Regions from separate parts of the Pan troglodytes genome. Here region 2 is linked to region 1. The links are chromatin contacts, called in public HiChIP or PLAC-seq maps. All regions are on one chromosome and are shown on one strand. The core of a region is the stretch at or near the end of the contact, and the rest is flanking DNA. Distances in the headings are between cores, read along the strand shown.

The links. HiChIP or PLAC-seq counts read pairs in DNA pulled down with a chosen protein or histone mark.
Region 2: an H3K4me3 HiChIP or PLAC-seq map of stem cell-derived excitatory neurons shows a contact between it and region 1, with 9 times the contacts expected there. The contact joins the promoter of WWOX here to the promoter of VAT1L in region 1. A contact is called at or near these places in 1 of 7 Hi-C or Micro-C datasets (stem cell-derived neural progenitor cells) and 1 of 1 datasets of contacts at active chromatin or transcription factors (stem cell-derived excitatory neurons).

What each region holds. Positions count from the first base shown.
Region 1 is chr18:75,926,804-75,933,634 of NHGRI_mPanTro3-v2.0_pri, reverse strand. VAT1L (vesicle amine transport 1 like) reads right to left here and starts at 1,775. Exons shown (of 9, transcript XM_001139539.8): 1 at 1,423-1,775. The coding sequence starts at 1,655.
Region 2 is chr18:76,238,074-76,244,926 of NHGRI_mPanTro3-v2.0_pri, reverse strand. It overlaps WWOX (WW domain containing oxidoreductase), which reads right to left and starts at 4,189. Exons shown (of 10, transcript XM_009431284.4): 1 at 3,434-4,189. The coding sequence starts at 3,540.

The DNA of each region.
Region 1 (6,831 bases), core at 526-3,025:
GTTCAATAAGAGTTCATTGTATAGGATCCCCCGGTTTGCAAAAGCCTCTTCCCTTACCCTGAATTCCCCACAGAGACCCACGAGTCGTGTTCAGAGTCAAACCTGACCAGCTGCATATATGAGCAGCAAGGCAGGGATCAGCGGCTGCTTCTCCCACTAGCTGCTTTCTAATCTGGCTGATGAAACCTGCGTCTGTTCTCAAGGTGGTGAACGGGAGGGGACTCTCGTTTGCATTTCTCGTGCCTCTAGAGAGGTCCAGATATTGGGTTTCTGATCTAACCTAGGAGCTCGTGAGCTGGCTGCTGCTTTGGAGAGCAGTATGTACTGGGGGGCTCTAGAAAACAGATGGGAAGGAATAGGCTCGTCTCACCGTGATTAATAGCAAGTTCCCCTTACAAGTTTAACATGCAAACCTAGTGTTGGGTCCAGTCCGCCTCTGCTGGGTAAGCTCTTCCCAGAACTTCAGGGAAATTACAGTGCCCGCACACAGAGAGGCTTAAACTCTCCCCGGGAATTTCAGCTGAGCGTGAGGGCCTGGAGAAGTTCCCCCAGGGGGAATGGGGAATAGAGGGCAGCTTAGAGAGCTGAGCTTCTTCTGAGATGGGAGCAGGAATTCCGGGGAGACTGATCAGGGTTTTTTCCCCTCTCGGAGAAACAGAGGATGGAGAGGGATATGGAGGGGGTTGCGCTGCAGCCCTGGTCTCCACCCTCACCAAGCTTGGGTGCAAGGTAGCGACCCTCTTCCTTCCTAATTCCTTTCCCCGTCAGGCTACGGGGAAGAAAGTGTGCAGGAGGCGGAATCCAGCCCTGCACCCTGTCCCAGGCCCTTCAGGACAACAACATAGAGGTGAAAAAAGATCATGTATGAAATTCTCGGCCAAGCCACTTAGTGGCAGCTGACTGATCTTGGGCAAATCACTCATTCTCTCTGAGCGGCGGCTTTCTTACCTGTAAACGGATCATGATGGCACCTGACTCATTAGGTCCCAGGAAGTATTAAATAAGATCGCATGTGTAAAACTACCAACGGCGGCTGGCACACAGTGGGCTTGCGGTTCTTAATACATATATTTTTAATTCTGTTAAGCATCAACCCCCCCTGTGCGAAAGCTGAGTTGTCCTCTCAGACGGAGAACTCCCGTAGCGCAATCTTTCAGACCTGGGGTGCCTGGGCGCCAGCATTCTCCCCGCGCCCAGGAGCTCACATTCTCCTCCCGTCACCCCTAGATCTGGCTTGGGGAGGCCGCCCCTCTGCATCCTCCCCAGCTTTGGCCCGGGGAGGCTCTGAGACCCGGGCGAGGGCGTGGAGGGGGTGCGCGCGGCGGTTCTACCCGGGCAGCATCCCAGCCGCAGCTTTCCCACCCCCTCCCCAGCGCCCAGCGCGCAAAAAGAGAGAAAGCGAGAAAGGCGCGGATACTGGACCAGGCTTTGACGCGGATCTTGAGCTCGCCGTCCTGAGGCTCGGGCATGGCCTTCCTGGAGAGCCGCAGCTTGTTGAGCCCCCCGAAGCCGGCCAGCACCACCGCGCGCATCTCCTGGGCGTCCCCGAGGCGGTGCGAGCCGTCGCCGCCGCCGCCCTCCGCCGGCTCCTTGCCTGCCTCCTTCTCGATCATTTGCTCCGTCTCCTCCGCCTTCTCCACGCCTTCCTTGGCCATGGCGCTCGAGGGCGCGGGGCGCACGGGCTGCGGTGGCTGCGGCGCTGGAGGACTGGGGCTCCTCTCCCGCGGGTTCCTCCTGTTGAATGTGGGATGCTCGGCTGTGCAATGGCTGCAGCCTCTGCTAGCGCCGCCGCGGTCCACAGCCTCCGCCGTAATCCTCACAAGAGCGGTGCCCTAAGCGTTTCACCCCCGCCCCACCCTTCTTTCCTGTCCCAACGAAGCCTCAACTCCAGTTCCTGAAATAGTCCCAAATTAGGGTCGGGATCGCGGCCCTAAACCCAAATTTGCCGAAGATCTGTGACTAAAACGAGCCTAGAGAGACCACCTTGTCATCCCCCTTCCTGTGGGCCCAGTACTTGGTTATATACGGCACAGGCTCGTGTGCCTTGAAATGGACCGAGACTAATGTCTGGGCCTGGAGGATGCCTTCCCGCGACAAGGTTGCCCTCTCTCCCTCCCATCTTCGAGGCTGGGCGGGATAGTCGGGAAATTGGGTCGTTTCTCAAACAGCCAGTTTTGGGTGGAAGGGCAGAGGTTTGGGAAGCAGGGAACTAGAGATCCCGCTCACTGCCCTGAAGAGTCCAGTGCAGGGTCTTTTCACTCCAGACCTGCAGGGTCAGCCGGGATGCTCTTTGCTGGGTATCACCAGGGGCTTCCTTACGACGGCGAATTCTCACCACCCACACCATTTCGGGCTATTAAAGAGGCTTCAGACAAGAATCCTGTACCAGAAAGGATCCTGTTCATGTTCTGATCCCCGGAAGACCAATGTGTACCCGCTCCCCAACATGCATGCACATACACAGAGTAGTAACTGGCGTTTTGTTTTGTTATCAGGCTCTTTGAGGAAAACAGCTCATAGAAAAACTTGGATTTTCTGAAATAAAATAATGGGGAAGGAGGTGGTTTTCCTAGGGGCAGTTTAAGGAAAGAGATGCAGTTGAGGAAGTAGGTCTATATTCTATTATAGTTGCTATTGCCATTGCCAGCCTTGAGATCTTGGGCAACTCATTCAACCTTCCTGAGCCTCAACACACTCATCTATAAATTGGGTACATTGATTTTTTTTTCTGTATTGTGTGAAGTGCTGGGGTGGATATGATTTCAGTGAGACATGGTCCTTATATTGGAAAAGGTCAATTTCAGAGCATGAGGCAGGAAGGACACGGTCAACAAATGTGGTACAATGAATGATATAAGTGCTGCCTCTTTTCTCCCCCCATTCTTCCTGTGCCTCACTGCTTTAAATGCCCTGGTCTTCTATTCCTTAAAAAAAAAAAAAAAAGACGATTGCCATTTTCCCTCCTTCCACAGGGTTCTGCACCTGCTGTCCCCTTGGCTTGGGGTATGTGTTCCATCTCCTTTATCTGGTGTTAACTCCTACTTCGTTCTCACCTCAAGGGTCCATTCCTTTTGGGAGGCACTCCAACGTCCAGATTGGTATCCTCCCTGACTATAGACACTTATGTCCCTTTGTAGCCAACTTTTATATGTTTACCTAATAATATCTGTTTCCTTTATCCAACTGTGAACTTCATGTGAGCAAGAGCTATTTCTACTTTTATCCAGCGTGGTTTTCCCAGGGCTTAATACATGATTGGTACATAGTAGAATATGCACAGAGGCAGCCTGTTGAAAAACTGGTCCAGAGAGTTGGAGAAGTTCTCATGGAGGAGGGAACATTTGGGCTAGACCTTGAAGGATAAGGCAGGTTCTTCTGGCAGAAAAGGTCACAAGCTCATTCAAATACACAGAAAGGTAACAGGTAAAAGGGCTTTTGAGATTCTGGTTTGTTCTATGTAGGCAGAACATTGGCTGTATTTAGCAATCATTGGAGATGAGGCTGAAGGGTTGATTGGGACCAGCTTTTGAAAGTTCTCACATACCAGGTTATAAAATTTAAGACATAATCACAGAGGCAATTGGTGCCATAAAGGCTTAGAAAACAAAAACATGGGAAGAGCATTACCAGAACTGCATTTTAGGATAATAACTTTGACAGTAAGTGGGTGATGGATTAGATGATAGAGTTACTGGAAGCATCGAGATCAGTTAGAGACTAAGTGCAGGCAAAAAAAAAAAAAAAAAAAAAAAAAAAAAAAAAAAAAATCCCCAAAAAGAAACAAAACAAATGAGAATGGTCCCAACTGAGGCAATGGCTGTGGGATGGAAGGAAGAGGGCTAAAAGAAGCCTGAATAGGGCTTGGTTAGTGAATTGAACATTTTATTGTGAATCCAATTGTCCAAATTGTTTGTCTTGTTTACATTGTGAGATACAGTGTTTAGGCTGGATTCTATCCTGAAACAAGAATTTGAACACCCGTCGTTTATTTTGGAAGTAATCCCAGGAAGCTCTGGCTGGGAAGTAGGAAAGTGAGACAGAAAATTGATACTACCCAAAATAAGATGTATTAATAAGCAGATTACCGCAGTGGACAATTAGAGCTCAAACCCGCAGGGGACATTTGAGAGACAGTGTAGAACAAGTCTCAGAGTTGTCTCACCCAAGGAGTGAGGACATAGGTATTTATTCACTAAAGTCTATGCTTGATTGGTCAAGAACTGTTCCTGGAATTGTTAACTCCTTGACATTTCCATCCTGTCCCATGTACTTGGGCTGAGAGAATCCTCAGGCAGAGAAGTGTGGATGCTCTTTGCAGGAAGCTATCATTTTATACATGGAATGATGAATTCCAAGGAGACATAGCTTTGGCACCAATAATATCTGCAATATATGTTATTGTTTTGGAGGTGTCTACTGTTCTAGACACTGTAGGTATATTTCTTAATTTGATTCTGAAAATAATCTCATGAGTAAGAATTCCTATTCCCACTTTATGGAAGAGGAAAATGAAAATGAATCTTAACATGATGAATTATTGTGCTCAAAGGAACATGCTAGTTATAATGAGATAGAAGACCAACTCCAAATCTGTGCTCTTAACATCTCATCATGCATGTTTATATGGACAGGCCAAACCAGTTCTGCCCCTGATTGACAATACTCCATGGCATTTTTTAATGTTCCCTGCTCTTTTTTTTCACCGCCTACTATCTCTGTACCACCAAGGTCCCTTGCCTTGGTTCTGAGTGTTTGTTTTCCTTTGGCATTAGTAAAGTAAAGCTACTTTGTAGTCAGCACACAGCATGTTTAAGAGAAAGTGTTTGTCTTACAGCGTGTTAAAGGGAATATAATTACTCCCTCCAAGGGAATCTTCTGGCTGTTTACAAACCCCAGATTATAATTGGTAGGCAGCTGATTATCACAACAACACAGAGAGAACCCACCACAGTCTGTGCTGCTTGTGGGGGGGTGGGGAGATACCCTCTTCTGAGTCCTATATACCACTATTGTTAAGTATTCCCAACTCTGGTCCTCCCCGGTGGAACGTGGAAAGAGCCACAGTGCATGGCATATCTCCAAATAAACACAATAAATCAATTTTTAATTTGTAAAATTGATTCCTTGGACATTCACTCAGAGCCTCCGTTGTGGAATTTCTTACATTATTTTAGAATAATGTGCATTATGTACATCATTGTACATAATGTCAAACAGTGGCCACTGATGGTAAAACAGAGTATTACAGCTCAGCTCTGTTACCTTGCAAATGGTCTGGGGCAGGGTATGTGCACATGGGGGTGTGTGTGGGGGGGGGGGGATGTAGAAGGCCAGATATAGGAACCCCTAATAGAGGTAAAGTCTTTGAGTAAGAAAATATGGGAAACAATCTTAGTACTGAGAAGTGACAGCATGCTGGCAGCCCTCACAGCCCTCGCTCACTCTCGGGGCCTCCTTGGCCTTGACGCCCACTCTGGCCATGCTTGAGAAGCCCTTCAGCCCGCTGCTGCACTGTGGGAGCCCCTTCCTGGGCTGGCCGAGGCCAGAGCCGGCTCCCTCAGCTTGCGGGGAGATGAGGAGGGAGAGGCCCGAGCGGCAACCGGGGCTGCGTGCAGGGCTTGCGGGCCAGCTGGAGTTCCGGGTGGGCGTGGGCTTGGTGGGCCCTCACTCGGAGCGGCCGGCCGGCCCTGTCGACCCCCGGCAATGAGGAGCTTAGCACCCGGGCCAGCGGCTGCGGAGGGTGTGCTGGGTCTCCCAGCACTGCCGGCCCACTGTCGCTGCCCTCCCGGGGCCTTAGCTGCCTTCCCGCGGGGCAGGGCTCGGGACCTGCAGCCCGCCATGCCTGAGCCTCCCCCCACCGCTCCGTGGGCTCCTGTGCAGCCCGAGCCACCCCGACGAGCGCCACCCCCTGCTCCACGGCACCCAGTCCCATTGACCACCCAAGGGCTGAGGAGTGCGGGCGCACGGCACGGGACTGGCAGGCAGCTCCACCTGCAGCCCCGGTGCAGGATCCACTGGGTGAAGCCAGCTGGGCTCCTGAGTATGGTGGGGACTTGGAGAACCTTTATGTCTAGCTCAGGGATTGTAAATACACCAATCAGCACTCTGTATCTAGCTCAAGGTTGGTAAACACACCAATCAGCACCCTGTGTCTAGCTCAGGGTTTGTGAATGCACCAATGGACACTCTGTATCTAGCTACTCTGGTGGGGACTTGGAGAACCTTTGTGTCGACACTCTGTATCTAGCTAACCTAGTGGGGACGTGGAGAACCTTTGTGTCTAGCTCAGGGATTGTAAACGCACCAATCAGCGCCCTGTCAAAACAGACCACTGGGCTCTACCAATCAGCTGGATGTGGGTGGGGCCAGATAAGAGACTAAAAGCAGGCTGCCTGAGCCAGCAGTGGCAACCCGCTGGGGTCACCTTCCACACTGTGGAAGCATTGTTCTTTAATTCTTTGCAAGAAATCCTGCCGCTGCTCACTCTTTGGGTCCACATTGCCTTTATGAGCTGTAACACTCACCACAAAGGTTTGCAGCTTCACTCCTGAAGCCAGCAAGACCACGGACTCACCGGGAGGAACGAACAACTCCAGACGCGCTGCCTTAAGAGCTGTGACACTTACCGTGAAGGTTCACAGGTTCAATTCTGAACCAGTGAGACCACGAACCCACCAGAAGAAAGAAACTCCGAACACATCCGAACATCAGAAGGAACAAACTCTAGACGCGTCACTTTAAGAGCTGTAACACTGACTGTGAGGCTCCGTGGCTTCATTCTAGAAGTCAGTGAGACCAAGAACCCACCAATTCTGGACACAGTACACTTTT
Region 2 (6,853 bases), core at 2,940-5,439, 310 kb before region 1:
CACATCCTGCACATGTATCCCGGAATTTAAAATTAAATTAAATTTAAAAAAAAAAAAACAGCGGAGCCAGAGAGGCCAGCTTGAGATTTAAGACACTAGTCGGGAGGGCTGGAGGAAAGGCGTTTGGAAACCATGTATGCACCCGAGTCCCCTGGCCAGGGGCCACTCAGGAAGAAAGCAGATGGGAGAAATGCCAGGCAGCAGGAAGGCAGGTGCAGGGGGCACGCAGGGCTAGCGGGAGCAAGGGAGCCCCAGGGCCCTAGCGCCAGGCTCCAGGGCAAGCCTGCAGGGAAGCAGAAGCACCTCTGGGGCTGAGTGGCAAAGGAGGAAACACCCCACAGAGCCAGAGGCAGAGGTGGGCTTAGTAAGCCGGAAGCAGGTCATGTGCATCTTTGTACTCTGGGGCCCAGTGCACCACCCACCCACCCACAGAAGCCCGCGGCTGACCTTCCCGAGATGATTCATTTACTCATCCCACAGGGGCTCATCTTACGGCTTCTGGGTGCCAAGCACTGGGGACACTCAGATGAACAAGCTGCCCCATGATATCTGCAACCTGGGCAAGGGAGACAGGGCCAACAAGGAGGAGTACACAGCCAAGGCTAAGCACGAAGAAGCAGAGAAACAAGGTGACCAGTACAAGGTCGAGGGGACACCCACAGTTAGGAAGGTCTCTTGGGCAGTGACATGTAAGCTCAGCTCTGAAGGATGAGAAGGAGCCTTTCCCCGACAAATGTACAGGTGAGAGGAACAGCAAGTGCCCGCTCAGGAGCTTGCCTCCACCCCTGCAAAGGCTACTGGAGCTCTGCTGCTGGAAATGTCCCTTTAATTCTCCAGAGCCAGAAATTCTTCCAGAATTCACAAGCTGAATGAATGCCACTCTCTGGCTATGCCAACAGAGCCCAAGCTTCTCGGCAAGGCACAGAAATCCTTGAACTGGGTCCTCCCTTCCCTGCCTTAACCTTCACATTCCTGGACCCTCACAAAGATCACAGGCCCCTGGACAGGCCATGCAGGGGGTCTCTCCTCTCACTGTTCCCTCTACCTAGACTGCCCTCCTGCCCCACCCACCTCTACTTGCGCTCAAAACACCGCTCTGGGCTTGGCACAGTGCCTCAGGCCTGTGATTCCAGTGCTTCGGGAGGGAGGCTGGCTTGAGTTCAGGAGTTCAAACCAGCCTGGGCAACATGGTGAGACCCCATTTCTACAAAACATGTAATAATTAGCTGGGTGTGGAGGCACACACCTGTGGTCCCGGGTACTCAACAGGCTGATGCGGGAGGGTCGCTTGAGCCCAGGAAGTGAAGGTTACTGTGAGGGTGCCACCATATTCCCTCACGATCCCCCCAACTACCTACACACACCTCATGCCAGACACTCTACTTCCTGGTATACACACTGCGTGGGGACAGTCCTACACATGTCACTGTGACCTAATAAGATTGGGTCCTAAGGATGACAACTGGCTCTTATTTGCCTCGGCATAACCAGTGCCAGCCAAAGGCCTGGCACATAATACCTCTGTGTGTCTTGAACGAACTCATCAGAACTTGGTTGTTTTTTCTCTACCTTGCCACCAAAGGCAGCAGTGGTTCACATCCTTGCATAGATTAGAATCACCTGGGAGGGAAGATTTTTTTCCAACCTACCAAGGGAGAGGGGAGGGGCCAAACCAATTAAATCAGATATTCTGGGCTGACGCAGTGGCTCCTGTCTGTAATGCCAACACTTTGGGGGGCCGAGGTGGGTGGATCACTTGAGGCCAGGAGTTGGAGACCAGCCGGGCCAACAGCGCGAAATTAGCCAGGCCTGGTGGCGGGCGCCTGTAATCCCAGCTATTCGGGAGGCTGAGACACAAGAATCGCTTGAACTCGGCATGCAGAGGTTGCAGTGAGCCGAGATCGCACCACCGCACTCCAGTTTGGGCGACGGAGTGAGACCCTGTCTTTAAAAAAAAAAAAAGGCCGGGAGCGGTAGCTCACGCCTGTAATCCCAGCACTTTGACAGGCCGAGGCGGGAGGATCACGAGGTCAGGAGATCGAGACCATCCTGGCTAACACGGTGAAACCCCGTCTCTACTAAAAACACAAAAACTTAGCCGGGCGTGGTGGCGGGCGCCTGTAGTCCCAGCTACTCGGGAGGCTGAGGCAGGAGAATGGCGTGAACCCGGGAGGCGGAGGTTGCAGTGAGCCGAGATCGCGCCGCTGCACTCCAGCCTGGGCGACAGAGCAAGACTCCGTCTCAAAAGAAAAAAAGAAAAAGAAAAACCCTCTGGAAGTGGGGCCCAGAAAAAGGCTCTTACAAAAAAAGTTTCCCAGATGCTGAAAATCAGATTTACATCCATGTTTCTCAAAACCAGGTGATATTCCACCTCACCTGGAAAGCTTAAAAAAAGAGACTCCCCAAGTTGAGAGTCGGCTGCAGTAGGTTCTCTATGGAGACCCAAAACGTGTATTTAGGACATTTCCTAGGTGATTCTAAGGTGCCGATATAAGACGCACTGTCGTATCTTAAGAGCAATCAGGAAAGACAGTTAAGGAACAGAGAGTACCTATTAGACACGGTGCTATGTGCTTTACGCACAGTGCCTGAACTGACCCTCATATCAACCCATTTTACAGGTGAGAAAACTAAGATTAAACGTTATTTCAATGGCCCAAGGTCACACAGTTAAAGATGAAGCCTCTGCTGGGGTTTCCAAAACTTTCCCAGGAAATGATAGTGAAGCTATCTAGGACTGCTGCTAAAAAATACTCCTGGCTAGGCGCAGTGGCTCACGCCTGTAATCTCAATTCTGGAGGCTGAGGCAGGTGGCCTGCTTGAGCCCAGTAGTTCGAGACCAGCCTGGGCAACATGGTGCGACCCTAGTCTCTACAAATACTTAAAAAATTAGTCGGGCATAGTAGTGCACGCCTGTAGTCCCAGCCACTCAGGAGGCTGAGATGAGAGGATTGCCTGAACCCAGTAGGTAGAGGCTGCAGTGGGCTATGATGGCACCCCTGCACTCCAGCCTGGATGACTGAGCAATACCGGTCTGGACAAAACAAAACAAAACGAAACGAAACTAAACTCCTATCCCTGCAACCCAGAGCCTGCAGGAGGGAGCTGAGCATGTGTGCTTTTTAAAACATCTTTATTTTTTGGCGGGGATGAGGCCGCTTTGCCCTCGCCGCGCCGCGCCGCGCAGTGCTGCATCCTGAACAGCAGAGGGCGCGCCGGGAAGCCGCCAGGTGACCCCCGCTGGACCCAGGGCCCACCAAGGGGGCCGGCCCCTACTGGGAACCCTGGACTCTTTTCCCTGAAGCTCCTTAACAGTTACTTTCACTTTGCACCGCACTCGCGGCGCCGGAGTGCGCGCCCTCCCCGCGCAGGTGGCGTCCGTGGGCAGTGTAGGGTCCCAGGTGCGTCCGCGGCCCCACTGCGGCCCCCTTACTTGGCGTAGTAAACCCAGCCGTCCTTGGTGGTTCTCTCCTCCCAGCCCGGAGGCAGCTCGTCCTCACTGTCCGTGTCGTCCAGGCCCGCGTAGCGCAGCGCTGCCATGGCTGACTGTGGAGGCACCTGGCCCCCCGATCGCCCGCTGCCGGGTCCACTCGCCCAGGAACTCACTCCCGCTCCAAACGAGACCCGCGCGCGTCGGGGCCCGACCGCTCACGCCTGCGCACTGCGCCCTCCAGGGGCCGCTCCGCCGACCACGAAGCTGAAATCCAGTCTCCGCAATATCGCGACTGCCGGCGTCAAAGGGGCAGGGCCTGGAGAGGAAGGCGGTGATAGTGCCTAAGAGATCGCGCTGCCGCCGGGCTAGACAGCAAAGCCGGAGAGCGCTCCGAGGCGCTAGAGATAGAGCGGAGACTTGTCAGCCTCCCCGCCGCAGGGAAGGGGCGTGCGCATCCAGTTTCGGGCCAGGACTCCGCCCGTTGCTGGGCGACCCGTAATCACTTCCGCGTTGTTCTGGCCAATCCTGCAGGAGCACGGCAATTGGATATGGGAAATGTAGTCCAGGCGGCGCCTGACCGAAAAGCGGCGCCCGACTGAAAAGCGGCGCCCATGCTGTTGTCCTGGGCTTCTGTCTCTCCTTGCCTTGGGGTCTCGTGAAAGTCCGTGATCACAAACCTTCCAGGGCTTGCCAGCATTCGTGCTGATTCACAACCTTTGTTTTGTATATGAACACAATGTTAAAATATAACCTGGAGAACTTAAAACTGCTGATTCCTGATTTCCTGGTTTTAGAGAACTTTCTTCCAGCCAAAACACAGTGCTGTTGATAACAGAGACTGATGTTTACGGAGCACTTAATGTGGGGTCCAGGCCAGTAATGCATAGACATCTCATGTAGCTGACACCTTTGTGTAGTGGGCACAACTCAGACAGGGTAGCTAGGCCGGGCTCAGTGGCTCATGCCTGTAATCCAAACACATTAGGAGGCTGAGGCAAGAGGATCACTTGAGGCCAGGAGTTTGAGAACAGCCTGGGCAACATCGCAAGACCCCTGTCTCTACCAAAAATAATTATTTTTTTAGTTTGCCGGGCGTGGTAGTGCACATCGGTAGTCCCAGCTACTCATTGAGGCTGAAGGGGGAGCATCACTTGAGCCCAAGAAGTCGAGGCTGCAGTGAGCTATGATCGGGCCACTGCACTCCAGCAGGGCGACAGAGAGAGCTGCTGTCTTTAAAAAACTGCCTCACCTTTAGAGAATTTCCTTTAGTAAGTCTGGAATGGGTCCAGAATCTGGAAAGAAAGGGAGGGAGGGAGGGAGGGAGGGAGGAAGGAAGGAAAGAAGGAAGGAAGGAAGGAAGGAAGGAAGGAAGGAAGGAAGGAAGGAAGGAAGGAAGGAAGGAAGGAAAGGAAAGGAAAGGAAAATAAAAGAAGGGATAGCTAACTACCTGAGGAGGCACAGGAAGAGAGGAGAGCCGGGGGATTCCTGGCAGTTGAGATCGCATCACTCCACTACAGTTATTGACTCATTTGTGTAGTCCCGACTAAACTGACAAAGCACACCCGGGACTTCTTTCTATTGCCAGCACTTGGTAAATGCTTCAACCTACAAATTTATTAAATGAACAAATGAATGAATGGTGTGATTCCTTAGGTTTGGTTCTCTGTGAATCAATCTAATTAAAAACAAAATCCTGTATTTACAAGGTACACTCAAGTCCTCTTGGACCACCAAAAGATATCCTATAAATGTTCTGTATCCAAAACCTCAAACATATCTTCAGCTTGTGCTTAAGGAGTTTTCCAGAACATTCCCTGTTTGGCACTTGCTTCCCAGCCCCATGTTATAGGGAAATCTACTGACCGTGATTTCTCAGGCCTAGGTCCCAGAGAATGCAAGCCTCCATCAGAATAATTACATATATTTGATTCTTCTGAGAGAGCAAAAAAATAAAATTGAAAATAAGGAATTTTAAAAGTATATATTTTAATGGGCAGTGTATGGGAGGGGCAGCTGCTATTTGTCTTCATGTTCTGAAATGGATGATTGCTTAGGATTCCTGCTCTACGTACTCTTTAGCGGAGACACCTGCCTTTCTATATTTGACCAACCAAAAACAAGCTTAACAAAGCACTGTTTTGTTTCAACAGCCCTGCTGACTCATATTAAACCTATCATAAGATTTTTTTTCCAAATCCACCTGTGTTTAAATCTGCTATCATTGGATTGGGCGTAGTGGCTCACAACTGTAATCCCAGCACTTTGGGAGGCCAAGGCAGGAGAATTGCTTGAGCCCAGGAGTTCAAGACCAGCCTGGGCAATATAGTGAGACACCCCCCCCACCCACCCCCCACCCCATCTCTACAAAAAATTTAAAAGTTAGCCAGTGTGGTGGTGCATGTCTGTAGTCTCAGCTATTCGGGAGGCTGAGGTTGGAGGATTACTCTAGTAATCCTAGAGTAATTACTAGTAATCCTAGTATTTACTCCTAGGCTCTAGCATAGGAGTTCAAGGGTACAGAGAGTCATGATTGTACCACTGCACTCCAGCCTGGGTGACAGCGTAAGATTCTGTCTTAACAACAACAACAAAAAAAGATAAATAAAAATAAATCTGCTACCACTAATCTGTTGCTCCACTGCTCCCCTCAATTTAGCCCCTTTCCCCTCTCACCTAAGCCTACTTATTCCTTTGCTATTTGTAGGAAATTCAGTCATAAGATCCCCTGATTGTGGGGAGAGGAAGGAATGAGGTCCAACTGATTAGCCTCAGTTTCTCCATTCATTATCTTTGACTCTGTTCAGTTTCACAAGGACTGTCTGTAGGTTTATCTTGGTTTCCTCTGGCCAGAGCTTCTGCTGGCATCTGTTACCTGTAACTTGGCATCAGCCCACAGCTAGTGATATACCATGGTGTTCCCCAAACTGTGTAGCGGTCCCCCTGAAAGAAGTTTAAACTTCAGGGTCTATCCTGTGCTGATCCTACCACTTTGGAAATTCCCTCTAAGGCTTCTCCCGCTGCTGACACCAGGGTTTCTCAACCTCGACATTACTGATATTTGGAGCCAGATCATTCTTTGTGGTGGGGCTTCACAGTAGGATGTTTAGCAGCATCTCTGGCCTCTACCCACTAGATGCGAGTAGTAGATGCCCCTCTCCTAGTTGTAACAACCAAAAATGTCTCCAGAAGTTGCCAGTCTTCTCCCAGTGGAGAATCTATACTGACAATAAGTTAGTAAATGAGTCACTTATGAATCACAGGAGTTCTGCTGAGATTCTTTTCAGGCATTGAGGAGCCTGCTCCTGTCAGGAGGTTCACATGGTGGTCCTGGGACGCTGGTGGCTCCAGCACAGGCTCTGATTACTGAGTTCTGTAGCATGGTCTGGATGCCTCTCACCTTGCTAGCCCCTCTGCAGGTCA